Regions from separate parts of the Delphinus delphis genome. Here region 2 is linked to region 1. Evidence: chromatin contacts called from public Hi-C data. All regions are on one chromosome and are shown on one strand. Each heading gives the region's core, a stretch centred on a gene start, on an enhancer-like site or on the middle of the called end of the contact. The rest is flanking DNA. Distances are from core to core; before and after follow the strand shown.

Evidence for each region. Hi-C and Micro-C count contacts between places; a contact is called where the count stands out from the background.
Region 2: a Hi-C map of lung shows a contact between it and region 1, with 4 times the contacts expected there. The contact joins the promoter of NDUFA3 here to the promoter of LENG9 in region 1.

Annotation. Positions count from the first base shown.
Region 1 is chr20:3,833,812-3,837,785 of mDelDel1.2, forward strand. LENG9 (leukocyte receptor cluster member 9) reads right to left here and starts at 1,717. Exons shown (of 1, transcript XM_060000449.2): 1 at 1-1,717. The coding sequence starts at 664. CDC42EP5 (CDC42 effector protein 5) reads right to left here. Exons shown (of 3, transcript XM_060000483.1): 3 at 1,724-2,254. The coding sequence starts at 2,254. The coding sequence ends at 1,793. All of the region lies in intron 11 of LOC132416835 (NACHT, LRR and PYD domains-containing protein 2), which reads left to right.
Region 2 is chr20:4,266,876-4,270,849 of mDelDel1.2, forward strand. It overlaps NDUFA3 (NADH:ubiquinone oxidoreductase subunit A3), which reads right to left and starts at 2,168. Exons shown (of 4, transcript XM_059999109.1): 1 at 2,036-2,168; 2 at 1,742-1,816. The coding sequence starts at 2,153. All of the region lies in intron 11 of LOC132416835 (NACHT, LRR and PYD domains-containing protein 2), which reads left to right.

The sequences.
Region 1 (3,974 bases), core at 467-2,966:
GCACGTCCCCGCCCCTGTCTCCGCCGTCGTGCGCGCCCCCGGTCCCGTGCGCGTCCACGCCGTTGCTCTCACCTCCGGCTCCGTGCACGTGCTCGCCGTCGCTCGCATGCCCGGTCTGGTGCGCGTCCTCGCCGTCGCCCTCCTCTCCGACACCGTGCGCATCCCCGCCGTCGAGCGCGTCCAGGATGGTGGACCCGCGGCCCGCAGCCAAGCCCGAGCCGAAGACGAGGTCCGTACGCGAGGCGCGGTCCCACACCAGACGGCCGCGGAAGCGGAAGTAGCGCACCCGGTGCTGCGGCACGGCCAGAACGCCCGGCCCGAGCGCCGCCAGAGGCTCGTCCCAGCAGAAGGAAAGGAAGGGCTTCTCGCGCACACCCAGGAAGCGGTCGACGTAGCCCACGGAAAAGTCGGCCGGGTCGAGGCGCGGGTCCCAGCGGATGCGCTGGATGACAGCCGCAGCCGTGCGCAGCGGCGGCTTCTTGGCTTTGGCCTCTGCTTCGGGCTCGCCTCTAGGCTGCGGCGGCGCCGGCGCCCCGGGGTGGGGCTGACGGCAGCGGGCACCGAAGCGGCAGCGGCCCTCCAGGAAGAAGCGGCAGGCCGGCGGCGGCGCGGGTTCCGCGCTGGGGGCCCCCACGGGCGGCTCCGGCCCTTCGGCCGCCGCCATGGGAGTGGGGTGCGGCTGGCGCGCTCGCCCCGCTCAGGCCGTTCCCGCACCTGGGTCAGTCCTGCCGGCACGGGCGCCAGGCACCGCTGTGACGTCACGGGCGAGGCTCAGGCCCCGCCCCGACCTGGAAAGCACCTCGCGCGTGAGACGGCCCTCCGCGGTGCCCTGGAGGCGCCTGACCCTTGCAGCCAAGCGGTTTTTATCTGTGGCCCCGGCCCCAACCCAATAATTTACATATGCGGCCCCGCCCCCACAACCCAAATACCTTACAGGTGCGGCCTCGCCTCTTCTGGCCCCTTAGTGAGCTTGGCTCCGCTACCTAATGATTTACAAGTGCGGCCCCTCCACTCTTGCTCCTTAGAGAAGCTGGCCCCGTCCCTAGTCCAGTGCTTTAACGATGCGGCCCCGCTCTCTCTTGGCCCCTGACGAGCTGGGCTCGCACACCCCGCACGCCTAATGATTTGCATGTGCTATCACGCCCCTCCGGGCATTCGTTGGGCCTCGCCCTCCGCGGGACAACCGGACGCCTGTAGGCCCAGAACGAACTTCGTAGCCCGGATTTGGGACGCAACTGTCGCCCTCAGGATGACACAACTTTGGGGCGTCCCTTTTCTACGGGGACCACGCCTCTTCCCGGCCACTTTTCCTGTGCGGCCGCTCCCGGGGTAAAGGACAGCTCGCCTGGGCTGGGTCCACTGGAGACGCGGAGCTCACGGGGTCACAGCCGTCGGCCGGCCCGAGGGAGCGAGTCAGGCCGGGCCCGGGACCGCGTCCGGCAGGCGGCGGCGGCGGCGACGCGCAGCCAACACTGCTGAAAAAACCAGGCTGTGGGAGCGGCCACTTCGGAACCCCGCCCCTGGGAGGGGCACCACCCAGCCACGCCCCTGGCTCTCTTAAAGGGGCCGCATCCCATTACACCAGGTTAATCCTGAGACCTCCACCCACCTGGCTGGGACCGGAACCTCACGTGACATACCTAGCTCTTAAAGGCGCCAGGACCTCATCACCCCTCCCCGTCCCCCCTTCCCACATGCAAAGTAAACAGACAAAACCCGGGGCACAGACCTTGTCGGTTTATGTATAAAGAAGTGGGGAGCTGGACGGTAAGGGCGCAGGGAATGGGGGTGCCTACAGGCCGATGACGTCGTCCAGCTCGAGGTCCGCGTTGGGGAGGCAACGGGCCCTAGGGTGCTGCGCCCCGGGGCCGGGGTCCACGTCGGGCTTGGCGGCAGCGGCGCCCGGGCGTTCCGCGTCCATGACGCCCAGCACTGCGTCCAGCATGGAGGGGCCCAAATCCAGGTGGAAGGACAGCAGCGGGTCGGCGGGCGCTGGCGCGCGGAGGGCGGGCGGCGGGGGCTGCGGCACGGCGGGCGGCGGCGCGGAGCGCGGGGCTCCCGCGGGCGGCGGCCGGGGCTCAGGGGGTGGCCCGCCGCCGTGGCGGCTCAGGAACGAAGTGTCTCCGAAGGCGTCGCCGCCGCGCCCCACGTGCAGAGTGTGCCGGAAGTCGCCGAGCGGCGCGGAGATGGACAGAGCGCCGCGCTCCGGCCGTTTCTTGGGCTGCGCGGGGCCCAGCTGCTTCAGGACCGGCATCTGCGGGATAGGGACGGGTTAGCACGGCCTACCCCGGGAGGACGCTACCGAGGCCTTCCGTGTTCCCAGCCCTGGGCGTAGCACGCCGTTCAGAGGATGCTCTCCATAAGTACAGGATGATGGTGGTGGGATCACTCCCATTTTACAAGTGGGGAAACTGAGGCTCCCAGAGGTCCGAGGTTACAGCTGCTTGATTCAAATCTCAGACTCAAATTTAGGTCTGCCCATATGTTAATTCCACTAAGAACTAACGTTTGAGCTTTTATAGGTCAGAGAACAAGCAACATGCTTCACCAAGCCTTTTGGACTGCTTCCCAAACTTGACAGAAACTCCAGCTTAAACACAGGGCCATCCACCATGAAGACAGGGCGGACTCTGTCCTTTGGGTGCAACAGACACAGTGCCCAGGGCCCGCCACATTTCTAGAGGCCCGCACACATGTTTAAACGTTTTGTTATTATTTTTTTGAACCTCTTGTCCTTTACTGAGGCCACTGGTCCCCAGCTCCCGCAGGGCAGGGACACGGGCCCAGGTCTTCCTCTCCAGCCCCGCCACCTTTGGGGCCTGCAGAGCCCACAAAACCCCGGGGAGCACAGATGAGACCCTCCCCCTCAACACATGGTGTACAGAAGCCCCTTCCCAGACGGGGCTGCCGTGTTTTATTTTAAAACGTCTGGATTATGTTTGCCTTTATACCAACGCAGTCGTAAAATATAATTATTATATATATATATATAATTATCTCCATGAAAGCTTTGCCTAGAACATACAAAAGTCATCACGTAGGCTGGCCTGAGGATTGTAATTTGGGAGATTTAGGGTGGGCCTGGGAAATCTATATATTTGCACAGCATTTTATAATTTGAATAATCTGGTTTTGAAAAAAACATATAAGTCTTACTTCTTGGAAAACAAGAGTAACAATAATAATCATGCAAATTTTCCTGTGTTAAAACATGGCAAGAATGGCATAAGTTCCAAACGGGCAGCTCATGAACTGTTAACTAGGTACCCTATAGCTACATGACTGCATCAGACTCGATGGTAAATAGATATGCCTGCCAACCTTTGCCCATATCCTGGAACTTGGCCGTTTCTATGGAACTTCTGGGAGGGACTTTGATGACCTTGTACTTTTGTTTTAACAGTCACTGTTATTATAATAATAACAATTTTTAAAAAAACCTTTCCATTTGAATTGAAGCCCCACCCTTTGCCAACTGGATGAATTGGGATAAATTATGTGATTGCTCTCTGTCTGTTTTCTATCTGGAAAATGGATAAAATGACACTACCTTCCTTGCAGGACGCATAGAAATACTCAAAGAAAACTATATTTTTAACAGTGCCAGCCAACTGATAGTGTTGGGGAGGGGCATGTGTTCCCAAACAAAACTGTGGAACAAAATTTAGATCAAATCCTATGAAGCAGGCAAAGCAGCCAGCCTTGTCCTTTCAGGGACCAGCACCATGGGAAAGATCAGTGATAACGTGGAGAAAAATTAAAGCCAAAAGGATTTGAAATAATTGTAGATGGATATGTTCTGAGAGCTCCCTTCTCCCCTACCCAAACACACACACACACACACACACACACACACACACGCACACACTTTACAGTTACTTCTGGAAAAACCAGTCTTGATTTACCACCTCTGTCGTGTTTCTCAAACTTCCCTGACCTCAACCTAGATGAATAAATATATTTTATTGCAATCT
Region 2 (3,974 bases), core at 918-3,417, 430 kb after region 1:
AGCCTTTTCAAGATGGGGGTCAAGTGCATGCGGGGAGGGGAGGAGGGGGGTCCAGCGCCTCCAGGAGGCCCCTTGGCACCCTGGGAGCCCCGTACATCAGCAGAAGGGTTTATAAGACTTTTTTTTTTTTTGGAAGTGAGGGTGGAAGCCAAGCATCCAGAGACTTGTGGGATCTAGAAGACACAGGAAGGAAGAAAGGGTTGGTCACAGGATGAGCGCATTTGAGTCATGGAGCACATTAAGGGGTGTGGGTCGGGGGTGTCCTGGGAACGTTCCAGAGAAATCATGAACTGTTACAAACTGAGGAGAAGGTTTTGTACAAAAAACAGTCATTGTGAAATTACAGTCTACCTGGGGTAGGAGCAGGGAGTCATGGCGGGTGGGGCAGGGCATGTAAAGGAATATTCTGGGTCAGTGCTGTCCGACATAAATATGAGAGACATGTATGTAATTTTTCATTTTCTAATAGCCACATAAAAGTTAAAACATACAGGGATTCCCTGGTGGCGCAGTGGTTAAGAATCCGCCTGCCAATGCAGGGGACGTGGGTTCGAGCCCTGGTCCGGGAAGACCCTACATGCTGCAGAGCAACTAAGCCCGTGTGCCACAACTACTGAGCCTGCGAGCCACAACTACTGAGCCTGCGAGCCACAACTACTGAGCCCTCGTGCCGTAACTACTGAAGCCCGCGCGCCCAGAGCCCGTGCTCTGCAACAAGAGAAGCCACCGCAATGAGAAGCCGGCGCACCACAACAAAGAGTAGACCCCGCTCGCCGCAACTAGAGAAGAGCTGCGTGCAGCAACAAAGACCCAAAGCAGCCAAAAGTAAATAAATAAATTTATAAAAAAAAGTTAAAACATACAAATTAAAAGATAAATTTAACCTGGTATACCCAAGGCATTTCAACATATCCTCGGCATAAAAGACATTGATATTTTATATACGCTTTGTTATACAAAGTCTTTGAAATCTCGTGTATGCTTTACATCAGGGTAACATATACCATCTCAATTCATACTGGCCCCATTTCAAGTGCTCAGTGGCCCATGCGACCCGTGGCTGCCGTGTGGGACAACTGTGTTCTAGAACCTCACTCAGTGTGTGGCCTGCCAACCAGCAGTATTGACAAGACCTGGGAACGTGTTAGAAATGCAGCATCCCCAGACCCACCCCAGACCTACGGAAACAGAACCTGTATTTCACCAAGACCCACAGCATTACCTTGAAATCTGAGTAGCCCAGTTCTACAGCTGAGGTTCTCAATCGCAGAAGCACGTAAGAATCACTGGGGGATTTTCACAAGACACAAGATTCCCTAGCCCCACCTCCACCCCACCCAATTCAATTCAGAATCTGGTGGGGGGGCGATGAGGGTGAAAGGGGAGGATAAGGACATTACTTTTCATTTATTATTTTTTTTTTTAGCTATTATAATGCACAGCTAGGGTTGACAACCTCTTCTTTGAAGGGATTCTGGACCTCTTGGGTGGGTGTGTACGGGGTGGGGAGCGATGGGGTAGTGGAGGAGTCATAATACTAGGGGTGGGGGGGGGTTGGCATACAAGTGGGGACACGGAACGTTGAGGACGGCGGTCGGGCCTCGGGGATACAGGATGGAACGATGGTGGGGGGGGCGATGGAGCACTGGTGAGGGGCAGTGGGACCTCTAGGGGGTGGAGGAGATAAAGCCGGGACGCCGATTGGGGGTGATGCACTTTCGCGCCTGGGGCACTCACGCACCGAGACCCCCGATGGTGAGGGATGCCACTAGCACCGGCTCCTTGGCCCAGACATTCCTGAGAAAGGCGGCGATTCCTGGAAGGGTGGGCGAGAAGGGTCACCCCTGCAGGTGTTACCCCCGGTGACCTCTACCCCTCTCGCGCCACCCCCGCCCTGGAGGAGCTCCCTCGTGACCTCTGCGCCCCCCTCCGGCCCGGACCCCACCGCCTCCACGGGGGCTCCGTCTTGCCCTACCCCTGGCACCACCCGGGGTTCCCGGTACCATCCCCGCGCGCTGACCGAACCCGCACTTACTCCCGGCCATCTTGGTCTCGGCAACGGCGGCGGCGGCTGCGGCGGCGAGGGCGCGGAGCACTCTGGGACTTGTGGTCCCTGGGCACGGCCTCCGCAGTCGGAGTCCGCGCGTGCTCATTGGCGCAGAACAGCAATCCCAGACGGCGGCGGGAGTGCGGAGCACTCTGGGAGTTGTGGTCCTGGCCCGCTAGCCTCCACGGGCTAAATCCGCGCGTGCGCACTGGCGCAGAACAGCGGTCCTAGACGATGGCTGCGGGGAAAAGAGGTGATGCTGCAGATATAAGCGCAAACCTGTCTTGGCGCACCTGCCGCCGCTCTCTTTTTTTCTCTCCGCCTAGAAAGTCGTTCCAGAGGAGTAACTTTCAGTCCTCCTACTGCGGCCCAGCTAAGGCGGAATGCATCAGTCCTCATTTTATAGTTTACTTATGAGAGCCCATTTTACAGATGGGCAAACGGAGGCTGGGAGAGGACGAATCACCAATTTGAGGTATCAGCTTAAAATCAGTTCGTCCTGCAAGCCCTAAGTCTCATCTCAGAAGGGTTAGGGACCTTCTGTATACTCTCACAGTGCCCTATGTGACCTCCGTTATAGCGTACATCATTTTGTTCTGTTTTGTTTTAACTAACCTGGTCGGAATCTGCCTTTCCATCAGGCTGGGAGCTACTTGAGCACTGTAATGGGGTCTGACTCCCTTCTGTGCCCCTTTCCCCCAACCGTGTAGCACAGGGTCTGGCACATAATAGGTGCTAATTTTTTTTTCCAAAGTTTAATGAACAGAACAGTTATGACTGCGCCCTCTCCCAACTTTTTCCACAGCACCATGGGGCTGTGACACAGTCACCCAGGGGCCCCCACCTCGCTCCTTCCTTCCTTCAATAGGGCTCTGGCTTCCTGATGTTGCCTCATTTCCTGGTAGGGGGGAGGGCACAGCCAAGCCCTGGCTCCTGTTCCTGCTCCAGCCGAGAACTGCCCACCATGGCCCTGGTGATGAATCTGCAGCTGCTGACTCTCTGTGAGACACCCCAACCCCTTCTCCCTGGGCCCCTGGCTGGGCTGGGGTCTCCCTGAGGGCAGGTGCAGGGTGATCAGGAGGCACGAGCTGAGGGTTTGGAATTCTAGGCCAGAATAACAGGACTGGGGCTCAGACCCCTGGGTCCTAAGGCAAGAGGACCCAGGGGTCCTGAATTCCTGGGTTCCTGGAAGAGGAGGAAGTTGGGGGCAGGATTCTCTAGATCTTGAAGCAGGAGAGGGCTAGGGATCTGAATTCCTGGAGACAGAGAACCTATGGTCCTAGATCTTGATGTGGGAGGGAGATGGAGAAGCCAAGACACCTGGGAAAGAAGGAAACTGGGGGCCCAGACTCCTGCAGCCCAGAGAGGAGAAACTGTGGGCTCAGATTATTATCTCCTCGAAACGGTGGAATCCAAGGGCCTGAACTCTTGGGTGTAGAGGCAAGATGGGCTTGGGTCCAGACTTTTGGGCTCTTGAATAAGTGGGGACTGGAAGTCTGAATTTATGGCTACTGAGGAGAAAGTATGGGCAAGATTTCTGTTTCCCAGAGGATAGAGGGCCTGGGGACTTAGATTCCTGGGTGCTCAATGAGGTGGGGCCGGGAGCAACCGAAGGCTTTGACAAGACCAAACCCCTTCGACCTTCTATAGGGCTGGTGTGTCACGCAGACATCATTCCAACTGGTGAGTAACACTCTGCACCCATTCTCCTGTGTGTTGCTGACACCCCACTTCCAACGACTCAGATTTTATTTTGGTGCCTCCCCTCCCCCCAGATTTCCTTACTTCCCTCCCCCTTCCTTTATTTCTTTCCCTCCTTCCTTCCTCATTCATTTTAGTGACCAGTATAGGTAAGTAGTGAAGATCATGAACTTTGGAGTTAAAGAGACCTAAGCTGGAACCCCGGTTTCACCATCGTATTCATTTA